Regions from separate parts of the Sus scrofa genome. Here region 2 is linked to region 1. A link is a contact called in public Hi-C data. All regions are on one chromosome and are shown on one strand. Each heading gives the region's core, a stretch centred on a gene start, on an enhancer-like site or on the middle of the called end of the contact. The rest is flanking DNA. Distances are from core to core; before and after follow the strand shown. Region 1 has its middle 170 kb from the start of PLPP3. Region 2 has its middle 57 kb from the start of USP24.

Evidence for each region. A called contact is a pair of places that touch in the nucleus more often than the background predicts.
Region 2: a contact with region 1 is called in a Hi-C map of heart right ventricle, with 8 times the contacts expected there. The contact joins two enhancer-like sites. A contact is called at or near these places in 4 of 47 Hi-C or Micro-C datasets (embryonic fibroblasts, heart right ventricle, retroperitoneal adipose tissue and 1 more).

Annotation. Positions count from the first base shown.
Region 1 is chr6:155,968,347-155,974,350 of Sscrofa11.1, forward strand. No RefSeq gene overlaps it. Among named protein-coding and RNA genes, the nearest start is that of PLPP3, 170 kb to the left of the region's middle. Within about 2 kb of position 2,320, at least 10 of the 83 cell types and tissues checked have an H3K27ac peak or open chromatin away from gene starts, as enhancers often do.
Region 2 is chr6:157,160,246-157,166,249 of Sscrofa11.1, forward strand. No RefSeq gene overlaps it. Among named protein-coding and RNA genes, the nearest start is that of USP24, 57 kb to the right of the region's middle. Within about 2 kb of position 3,501, at least 10 of the 83 cell types and tissues checked have an H3K27ac peak or open chromatin away from gene starts, as enhancers often do.

The sequences.
Region 1 (6,004 bases), core at 1,070-3,569:
AGGTTTGACTCCGTCTCTGTCACTTAGCAGCTGACGATGGCCAAGGTATGTGCTTTAACTTCCTGCCATCATTTTTCAAATTCATAACAAGGTTGCATTAATTTTTAGCTTTCGGGATTAGAGAGATACATTGGACCAGCCACAAAGAAGGTCCTCAGTAAGTGGCGTTATTGGTATTAATGTCCAAACTCCTTAGGTTGACATACATATCCCTTCATGTTTTGGACTCAACTCTGGGTAGCGGAAGGGGGGAGGGCCTCCTGGGTTCCGCTGACACAAGAGCTCTGCCCATCATGTGGTGGAACCTTCCAAGATAGGGAAAAGTTATCCTAGAGCCAGTCATGACACTTCTGTTTTGCTCCCAGGGGATTTTGTCTTTATCAGCTAATGTCCACATTTTGACCAGCACAGCGGGTGGTTTGTCATGTTTTCAGCCCACAAATATTGACAGAAGAATGAGAGTTGGCTCAGTACAGTTTTATGAGTAAGAAACAAACCGTCTTGCTCAAATTTCCAGGAATTTTTCTCCTGAACTGAGTTACAAAGTGTTTTTTTTTGCCATTCCCCAAAGCCAGTGTCCTGAGCCCAGGAAAGCCCCCTGCTTATGGCTGTCGCTCCAGAGTGCTTTCACCAAAATCAATGGGTTGAGTGTTTTCCCTGAGATTGATAATTTTGCGGAATAAAATAGAGTCTCAGTCTTCGAGGGAGATACGAATTCCTGGCTGAGAGTGAGCCCATATGTAATGGGGGGCTGTAGAACACGTATGTTGGGGGAATTAGAGGGGGCTGCACTATCTAATTTTAGTTAGGTTTCAACTGGGTGGGGAAAACCTATGAGTTTGGGGATTAGACTGACCTGAGTTTGCATCTCCTCTCTGCCATGCATTAGATGTGAGATTGTTTGTTCATTTAAACCAGGCCAGACAGTGGGGATAAAAATTACTAAACCCGCCTCTAAGAATGACTGTCTTTTTTCTTTTTTTTTTTCTTTTTTTTTGCTTTTTAGGGCCGCACCTGCAGCATATGGATGTTCCCAGGCTAGGGGTCGAATCAGAGCTGCAGCTGCCAGCCTACACCACAGTCACAGCCATGTGGAATCCAAACTGCATCTGTGACCTACACCACAGCTCACAGCAATACTGGATTCTTAATCCACTGAGCCAGGCCAGGGATCGAACCTGCCACCTCATGTTTCCTAGTTGGATTCGTTTCTGCTCCGCCATGACGGGAGCTCCTGAAATATGTTGGTGACCCGTATCTTTGGGAGTATCAAGGCGACCATCGCCGTCCACCGCCATGTGTCAAGACCTCACCTACCTTGCTGGGGGTTTAAGCAGGTCAATTGCCATCTTTACCAGGAAGCCTTCCAGGGGTGGCCCTCCTTCTCCAGCAGAACTAATAGCCCTCGTTATCTGCTTATCTTTGCCTATTCGCGAGTCTGTTTTGCCCACTTGGCCTGGAAGTTCCTTGAGAGCACAGACAGTGTTCTTACCCCGGCGTCATGGTCAGTGCCCGGCTAAGGATGGTTGACTCATTAAAAATTGGATGACTAAAGATTGCAAGAAGATCATGGTTGCCATGACAGAATCTATTTTGACAGAATGTGTGTGAAGGCTCAGTTGTTGTCCATTATGCCAAATACTTTGTCCTTCTTTACACCAAACATGTTTTTTTTTCCTCTTGTCCTGTGAAATCGTAGTTTCTGTTTGTGTCCCCTCTTCTCCCTATGGACCCAAGACTGCACTGCAGTGTCCTCCTTGTACGTATTCCATGTGATTCTTTCTTAGCTGCGGTTAGCTTGGGCCTTTGGACAAATTACATGTTTCTCCTAGCTTGGCTTTAATCATCACAACCTTAAATCCTCATCAAACTCTCTGCCCTATCTCAAACCAGTGCTTAAAGGACACTCTTACCCTTAGAAGAAATGGTATAATTTTCATAAACATGGGTCATTTCCCCCTTGCACCGATGTCAGATACGAAACCACCACTTAACAAGACATACCAGAAATGCAGAATGTCTGAACAAAGTCTGTGGACAATAGCATTTTTTTGGGTCCTTTTTTTATAGTTCTGTGAGATTGCTCTCCCAAAATATTCCTAATGTTTTATTTACTTTAGTTTGGATTTATTTTAGGAGAAAGTTTCCTGAATCTGAGTCTTAGGATGTGATTTTTATCCTGTCACATCCTGGTGAGTTGTTTGGAGGCTTGTTTGAATGGGCTCTGGCTCTTCCAGGGAGCTCCTGGCGCTGAGCAAGAGGCTGGAGGATGTCAATTCCCAGGGGCAGGACAAAGCCAGAGATGACAAACCACCCGCTTGGGTGGAAGCCCTCCCCAAAGGAAGGCCCACGTCCCGCACACGACGGACAATGCAGGAGTGAACCCAGCTCAGGCTTTATCAATTATCTATTCCGGAGACTGGTGTGGCTCAAAGTTTCCAATGTCTGAGTGATTTGTGAATATTAGGAATTCAGACATTGGATGATTAAAACCGCCAGTGCTGGGAATTTTCTCATTTCAGGAAATTTTGGTGGTGAGGCATGCTGGAATCTCACCAGCAGGCAGACCGAAGGGAAGTCCAGACTGGGGGTGGGAATGGGACTGTGGGAACTTGACCAGGAGCCAGTGCTGGGACTTGGCTTTCTCCTCGACAGCTGAGTTGCCGTCCGCTTCCCTGAGCCTCAGTTTTTGCACTGGCCAAACGGGATGGTAATGGTACCCACCTCACAGGAGTGTGCTAAGAATTAAATTCAATGCTGCCATACAGTGAAGGCTGGGGCCATGCAAGCTCCATGAGTTTCCACAGGAGTGAGGTGGACAGACGTGCGGCCCAGGGTAGGTGGGTCCAGTTTGAGGACAGGTGGTGGTTGGTGGTCCATCTAAGCCAGAACCTGGAGTTCAAGGGATCCAGGGAAGGTGCTGACTAAGGTCAAACAGGCTGTCAGAATCACCAGGCTCAGGGCAGGGCTTTAACCCAAAATGATCCCTGAAGAATTGCTCATGTAGCTCCAGGTTGATCCCAGAGAGTATCAAGCATCGGCTCTCAAAGTATGATCTGAAGGCCCTGGAGGAAATGGAGACACTTTCAGGGGTCCATGAGATCCAAATCATTTTTAGATCACTACTGAGATTTTATTCGTCTTTTTTTTTTTTGCTGAGATAGTTCTTGAACTGATGGTGTAAAGGCAATATCGGGTGATACTTCTGGTACTTCGGTATGGATCAAGGTGATGGTACTACACTTGAGTTGTAATCATTGGTTACTCACTGCTACATGAGCAGGTAAAAAAAGAAAAAATAACCAGTTTCACTTAAGAATATTCCTGATGAAGCAGTAAAAATGGTCAAAATTTATTAAATTTCAACCCTGGAGTGCCTGTCTTTTCAATGTTTTGTGTGATGAAATGAGATGCATAAAGCATTTGTGCCACCTGCAAAGCACAATGGAAGCCTTGGGAAAAGCTCTGGTGATTATTTGGGTTGGGAGCCGAACCAGCCATTTTTCTTATGAAACACCATTTTCCCTTGAAAGAATGACTGATACAGTCATTGTGGTTTTTTCAGACTTAGGTAGTTGGTGGATTTTTTTTTTTTTTTAATGATGAAGTCAGAGTTGCCACTTCAAGGAAAACAAATAATAATTGTTGCCAATGATAAAATTTGCGTATTTACATGAAAAGTGAGAATTTTTTCTTTTTTTTTTCTTTTTTGTTTTTTGGGGGCCACACCTGTGGCATATGGAAGTTCCCAGGCTAGGGGTCAAATCAGAGCTGCAGCTGCCAGCCTACACCACAGCCACAGCAATGCCAGATCCAAGCTGTGTCTGCGACCTACACCATAGCTCACAGCAACACCAGATCCTTAACCCAGTGGGGGAGCCAGGGATCAAATCCGCATCCTCATGGATACTAATCAGATTCGCTAATGGCTGAGCCACGATGGGAACTCTGACAAGTGAGAATTTTGGAAAATTTGAATTCTCCACTGTGGACTGTCAGATCCCACACTATATGCACCCTTTAAGAAAGAGCCACTTGTCAAATTTGGGTATAGGATCAAAGAAGAATCACCATAATGACCTGAATAGGTTAAGATAGTCCTCTTTTTTCTATGTCCTTGTGAGGCCAAATTTCTTTGTATATTTCAATGGTTGAGATCTTAAACAAGGAGACCATCAGACTGAGATGGTTCTGATGCCTTAGCAGCCTATGCAAGCAAACACAAACCTAAGGTATGAATGTATCAAATTTAAGAAATCAAAACCCAAGGACAGGAGTTCCCATCATGGCTCAGTGGTGTCTGACTAGTATCCATGAGGATGTGGGTTCGATCCCTGGCCTCTCTCAGTGGGTTAAGGATCTGGTGTTGCTGTGGCTGTGGTGTAGGCCAGCAGCTACAGCTCCAATTAGACCCTAGCCTGGGAACTTCCTTATGCCATGGGTGTGGCTCTAAAAAGATTTTTAAAAAAGCAAACCAAAAAACCCAAGGACAACCAATCAACAACAAATAGCCAATTAGAGTTTCTCCAGTTAGGCAACCACTTAATTTATAGCCAATCAAATAATTTCCTTACTTTGCTTCCACATCTTCTCTATAAAAAGTCTTGTTTCTAACTTCTGTCCGTGGCACACTCCTAACCACTACAGGTTGGTGCTGCCAGATAAGAGTTGATTTTTGCTCAAATAAGCTCTTGTATTTTTTAATATGCCTCAGCTTATCTTTTAACACAACCAAATAACACATCCCAGCAGACAATGCAGAAGATATGAGAATCCACTTAATGCTAAGTGATTTTTTTTGATTTAAAATGTTATTTAGATTCACATGCAATGGGTTTATTATCGTTATTTTAAAGAGCTAATAAATGTTTTGAAACGTTCTCAACTTCAATTAGTATATTTTTTTGGTGGCCGCACCCTTAGCATGTGGATGTTACAGGGCCAAGGATCGAACCCAAGCCACAGCGATAGTAACACCAAATCCTTAACTGCCGGGCCACCTGGGAACTCCCTCAATTTTAATTTCTAACACGGTAAATTTCACTAGATCTGACTTACATAAATGAAAGCTTTGTGGGTGTCCTTGATCACTTTTAAGAGCATAAAGAAGCTACAGTTCAAATCTTGATTCTGACATTTACCCATTGTGCTATTCTGGGCAAATTACTTCTTTGTGTCTCCTTTTCTCCTCTCCCTCCACATAAATACAATCTTACACTACCCCATAAAGGTGGGTTGTGAGGATTAAATGAAGCATACCATGAAATGATTAGAAGGGCTCCTGGCCTAGGACAAGGACTATGTAAGTATAATATTAATAATAGTGGCTGTAACAGCATTATAGTGTGATGATCTGTTTTCCTGCCAGTTGTCTCCACCAGGCTATGAGCCCGCACCGCCCAGAGTGGGGTATGCCTCTAATTTATCCCTATATCCTAGCACAAAGCTCAGTATCCATGAGGTCATCATAAAGTTTGTACGTTTGTCGTGTGAATGCATGAAAAGATGGGAGAAGGCAGGGCAGATCCCAGCTGATAGACAACCAAATTCATGAACCAGAAGGCTCAGCCCAAAGAGGGAGGAGTGAGACGTGAACAGCCTCTGGCTTGAGGTGGGAAGCAGGTAGGGATGAGAGAGGAGGGTCCCGGGTGTTAGCAGCCAGTTCTGGTGGGAGAGCCTTCCACCAGCTGGCCAGTGGGAATAGTGTGAAGATACAGGGAGGAGACCGGCCCCACCTGCTGATGGGGCTGGGTAACACAGCTGCCTGATTCCACCTGGATCGCAATAGACTGGCTAACTGTGGGTCTTTCCTGGGTTGCCGCCGCGTGGGGTTGGTGAGATCGGGGCTCGAAGGATGAAGCCTGGAGCATTAAATCTGAGTCTCTCCTAATTTTTCAAACCTACATTTTACGTGATGAGGTACGTGTCGGACCATCTTGTCTTTGTGAATTGTTATTCTGAGGTATTTTTGGATATCCTGGAAGGAAGGGAAAAATGTCATTCA
Region 2 (6,004 bases), core at 2,251-4,750, 1.2 Mb after region 1:
GTACAGAAAAGTGACCCAGCCACACATATATGTACATTCTTTTTCTCACAGTATCCTCCATCATTTTCCATCATAAGTGACTATAGAGAGTTCCCTGTGCTATATAGCAGGATCTCATTGCTTATCTCATTTCTTTTTTGGTTAAATGTAAGAGTTGGACTAGATGAGATATAACAAGTACATGCCACCCTCACTCACCCACCCAAAGCCCATGCAGACATTACTAATCAATCATAGCACCCTTTCCTTATAAGCAGGACACAATACATTACTTCAGGCAACTGGCAGAAGTAGACTACAGCTGGCATGTGAAGTAAATAAAATCTATTTACCATCCCTGAGCTAGATTGACCAGTTTCGACATTGTACAATCCATGAGGGAAAAAAGCACCAAAGCAGAAATTAGGAAACCTGGGACCAGTTAGCACCTGGCCATGAGTTTTTGGTGCCATTGAGAAAGTTTCATGAAATCTGAGACCCTGTTTCCTCATCTGTAAATGGAAAGTAACAGTTTTATTCTACTTATTTTCAAGATCTTTGTGAAGATGAAAGTTAAAATGAAAAACATATAAAAGAGCTTTCTAAACTGGAAGTCCTCTAATAACTGTAGTACACCACCATTTATTAAGCCCTATGCTAATTACCTTAGATTTATTTCTCGTCTCCTTTGATTCTTACATCACCCCTGTAAAGTCGGGTTTCTGGCACATTCGTAACCAAAGATCTTATTAACACATTGTGAACTCCTCCAGAACAGGACTGCTTAATCCATGTCTTCGTCCCAATGCTCAACCTGGAGCCCTGGGTAGTCAATAAATATTTATTGATTTTATGTGATTCTCTGGAGGAAATTGTGCAGCTCCTGAAAGAGCAATTAGGGTCACATCTTAGAAGATGAACTATAACAGTTAGAATGCATTGGGCTGACCTAACAATGATTTCTAGTCCTACGGATGGATGGGGACTTTCACCTCATGGTCCCAAGATGGCTGCTGCAGCTCTAGACCTAGTAAGTTTCCAAAGTAAGAAACCCTGGCGTGGGAGTTCCCGTCGTGGCGCAGTGGTTAACGAATCCGACTAGGAACCATGAGGTTGCGGGTTCGGTCCCTGCCCTTGCTCAGTGGGTTAACAATCCGGCGTTGCCGTGAACTGTGGTGTAGGTTGCAGACGCGGCTCGGATCCAGCGTTGCTGTGGCTCTGGCATAGGCTACAGCTCCGATTCGACCCCTAGCCTGGGAACCTCCATATGCCGCAGGAGCGGCCCAAGAAATAGCAAAAAGACCAAAAAAAATAATTAAAAAAAAAAAAGAAAGAAACCCAGGCGTGGCTAAGACAGTGAAAGAGAGCTCTCATTGAGTACCTACATTCTTTTATCAGGACTCTTGCCCCTGCTGACTTTTCCTTTTGACACATGGGGTCACATGATAGTCTGAAAATCTGAGTATCTGGGAATAAAGCAAGGGAGGAAGTGGTTAGAAATGGCCATAAATATAAATAAATGAGGGGGGAAAAAAAGAAAAGAAATGGCCATTAGGTAGCCAAACAGTAATGTCTATCTTTGGGAGTATTTCAGGTATTCCTCATGTATGAGTTTCATATTGCTGCTATTACAAATTACCATAAATATAGTAGTTAACACAATTTTATTATCTTACAGTTCTAGAAGTCAGAAACCCAAAATGGATTTTACTAGGCTAAAAATCAAAATGTCAGCAGGTTTGTGTTCTTTTTGGAAACTCTAGTGGAAAACCTGTTTCCAGCTTCTACAGGCTCCCTTTATCCCATGACTTGTGGCCTCCTCCTCTAGCTTCAGTGCCAGTAACAAAGCATCTTCAAACCCTCTCTGACTCTGGCTCTACTTCCATCCTCACATGCCCTTCTGCATCCCCTTCCAGCTTTTGCAGACTCATGTGAGTACACTGCATCCCCGCCTCCCGCCCCCGGGAGAGCCCAGAATCATCTCCGCACCTTGAGATCATTAACAATCACATCTGCAAGGTCCCTTCTGCCAGGTAACATAACACAGTCATAGGTTCTGGGAATGAGGACGTGGACACCTTTGGGGACCTATTATTCAGACCGCCCAACCTCACATGATGCCTGGCAAACCTTCTCTTCCTGCTTCTGCAGAAAGGCTAAAAGCAAAACAAAGTTTCAGACTCACCAGAAACTTCATACATCTGCTTGCTTAACCATCAATGGTTAGCATTCAAAAGAGCCACAGATAAGGCCAGTTCAGGTCCATCTCCCAAGTTCTCCAAGTTCAAGAGGAGATATACAAATTTCAAAACAAAAAGAAATGCCTTTCTTGGGTTGAGGCGACTATTACTTCATAGACTATCCAATAGCACCTCCCAGTGCCAAGAAGCAGGAAGAGGGAAAAAGGGCTACTATTTGGTGAAGAATCAGAGTATTTAGCCAGAATCAAGAGGCCCAAGTGGCCAGACCCCAGCCCCAGAGATTCAGATGTAAGTGATCCGAGGCTGGATCCAGGTGTGAGAAGCTTTTTAGAGACCCCAAGTGACTGTGGGCAGCTGGACCCACTGAGTTCAGCAAAGCAATAAGCATGGTCTGAAAGCCTACCAGGCCCTAGAGCTTTCAAAAGAAATATAAGGCTCCTCTGCTCAAAGTGCTTTCAGTCTTGGAGTTCCCGTGGTGGCGCAGTGGTTAACGAATCCGACTAGGAACCATGAGGTTGTGGGTTCGGTCCCTGCCCTTGCTCAGTGGGTTAACGATCCGGCGTTGCCGTGAGCTGTGGTGTAGGTTGCAGACGCGGCTTGGATCCCGCATTGCTGTGGCTCTGGCGGAGGCCGGTGGCTACGGCTCCGATTGGACCCCTAGCCTGGGAACCTCCATATGCCATAGGAGCGGCCCAAGAAATAGCAAAAAAAAAAAAAAAAAAGTGCTTTCAGTGTTGATAGACTACGAGAGCTGGAAGAGACACTGGTCACAACTAACAACTGTGTGGCTTAGGACAAATCACCTAACCTCTCTGTGCCAGATTCTTCATCTATAAAATGAAGATAATAATAGTCCCTGCCTTATGGGGTTGTTGGAGAGTTAAATGATAAAATTCACATGAGGCACTTAGTATGGTGCCTCATACAAAATAAGCACACCACGAGGGTCAGGGCTTCCTAGCAAGTTCTGAGGCTAGCAATTCCACGGCCCACATGCTGCAACTCCCCTGTCTCACAAAGCAGGTACCCCTGATTGATTTGAAGGCTCTTTTCTCTCTTCTACTGTACAAAGCTTCTGAATTCTTCTCCATCTAGTTCTCCATTTAAGACGAGGATTAAATTTGCCATGCCAACCTCCCCTGCATTTTTCATTTAAGGAAACTGAGGCCCAGGAGGACTGAGCTCATTGGATAAGCACTGCAGAGCTGAGAGGGTCCAAATCTTCCAGCCTAGCTCCGTGCATGCGGCTTTCAGCAGGCACCAGCTTGCTGGGCCCCACCTCAGCCACAGCTCTTTGCCCTCGCAGGCTCCTTCAGTCCCAGCGCCTGGCTATTCTTGTCCTCTCCGCCTGCTGCCACCTGGGTGTCTGCGGTGGCAGCATGACCTCAAAGTCCCTTTGTGGGCCAGATGCCGGATGTGACATTGTAAGAACTCACATCCAGAGATTAAAATCACTCCCACTAGAAGTTCCTGCTGTGATGCAGGGGGTTAAGGACGGACCCGGTGTTATTTCTGCAGTGGCTGGGGTTGCTGCTGAGACGCGGAGTTCCAGGGTTCCACCCCTGGCCAGGAACTTCCATATACTGTGGGTGCAGGGGAAAAAAAAAAAAAAAAACACTCCCACTAGTAAAGCCCTGACACCTGCCTTCCTGCCTTTCGCTAACTGCTTGATTGTCTCTGATGTATCTCAGATGGCCCATCCTGTCAGGCAGGGATTTTTAATCCCTATTATAAAGACGAAAGAAACAGAGACTGAGAGAAGTTTGGTATCTAACCCAAGGTAAGGTTGTTAAAAGGCAGAAAAGGACTCAAACTCAGGTCTGAGGGGGACAAGCTTAAGCATCGCAGCCCATCTTTCAGCTTTACACATCCATAACTTCATGAAGCAGACCCAGCACACTGTCGGGCTCCTACATTCCAGGCTCTCCTCCATTAAAACGTTTACTAAATTACCTCGGATGCTGTCCTGTCCCGTTTATGGATCTCGCCCGTAACACTGACCTCCTTCAGCCCCGACTCCCTGGCACAAACACACATGCAGACACACATACTTTCTCTACCAGCTGTATCCCACTCAGCCTCCAGTGGTATGCTTATAGTTCCCTCCTCCTCCAGGCTTTCTGCCTAGACTGCAAGGTGTCCCTGCTCTACGCACCCATCTCAACCTGTGTTTCCCTTGTCTCGGCACCTGTCGAACTGTATAGTGTATGTTCTCTAATTACGCAATGAATCAGCAAGTCTTCGTTATACGTGAGAATTAAAGAACACTGACAAATACTGTACAGTGTCACCTGCATGTGTCATCTAAAATAGACTCAAAGTAACAGAGTAGGATGGTGGTTACCAGAGAGTTACCCTGGCCAAAGGGTATCAGCTTTCAGTTACAAGATGAGTGTGACCCGGGACCTGATGTATAGCCTAGTGATGATAAGACAGAGCTGGTAGATAGTTCATAATGTTGTATTGTATATTGGACATTTTCCGAGGGTATAGTTCAAGTGTTCTCACCACACGCACACACACACACAATGGCAACTCTGTGAGGGGATGGATATGTCACTCCATCAGCTTGACGGGAGCAATCATGTCACAATGTATATGTATATGGAAACATTGGGCTGTACACCTTACATATATAAAATTTTTATTTGTCAATTACACCTCAAAAAGGCTGGTAGGAGGAAAGTAACACTAAACTATACTGAGTAAAAACAGCTACCATTTATGGAGCCTTGTGCCAGGCGCTCACTATACCAAACACCATATCCACACACATATATATGTAAAATCTCATTTAATGCTTACTCCCAGCCTCTTAGGTAATTATTATCACTCACCTCACTCTACGGAGGTAGGGCTGGGAGCTGGCAGAGAATGAACTTCAGAGAGGTTAAGTCATCTGCCCAAAGCCATGTAGATAGATATGTGACAAAACCAAAATTTACACCCAGGTCCATGAGTCCACAGAGCCACGCTGTGGACCACTCTGCTAGGCTGCCCCCACGCGGTGTGACTACCCTCACACCTTCTACAAGTGCCAGCAGCCCTATGAAAACTAGTGGCATCCCTTTCTGCCTCTTTTTTTTTTTTTTAGGGCCACACCCACAGCGTATGGAGGTTCTCAAATCAGAGCTACAGCTGCTGGCCCACACCACAGCCACGGCAACACAGGATCCGAGCCGCATCTGCAACCTACACCATAGCTCACAGCCAACACTGGATCCTTAACCCACCGAGCAAGGCCAGGGATCAAACCCACATCCTCATGGATCCTAGTCGGGTTCGTTAACCACTGAGCGACAAAGGGAATTCCCCTTCTTCCTCCACTACTAGAAAAGTTACCAGGTTGTGAATTGTTAATTACTCAGTCATCAGGAGTTGCCAATAAATAGCAAAGTGCTCCCAATAATTGACCCGAAAGAGATCACATGTTGGAGATGGTGAACAAAAAAGAGCTTAGGGGCTTGTTCCCAGTTCCAACACTCAGGGAAGACTTGTATACACATTCACTTCTCATCAGAATCTGAATTTCATTCCATGCTGTCTCCCCAGAGCCTCGAACTGTGCCTGGCACAGAGTAGGTGCTCAAGAAAAACCACTCTTAAATGAGTGAAGGCCCCCAGATTAACCCAGATAACGGCAGTGTGGGAATGGTGGTAGGGATCATAGGCAACCCAGCATCATCATTAAAAGTTGTCCAAACATGGCACCAAAATGTCTTTATTGTAAACTCAAGAGGGAGATCTCATTGTGGCTCAGTGGTTAACGAATCCAACTGGGAACCATAAGGTTGCGGGTTTGATCCCTGGCCTTGCTCAGTGGGT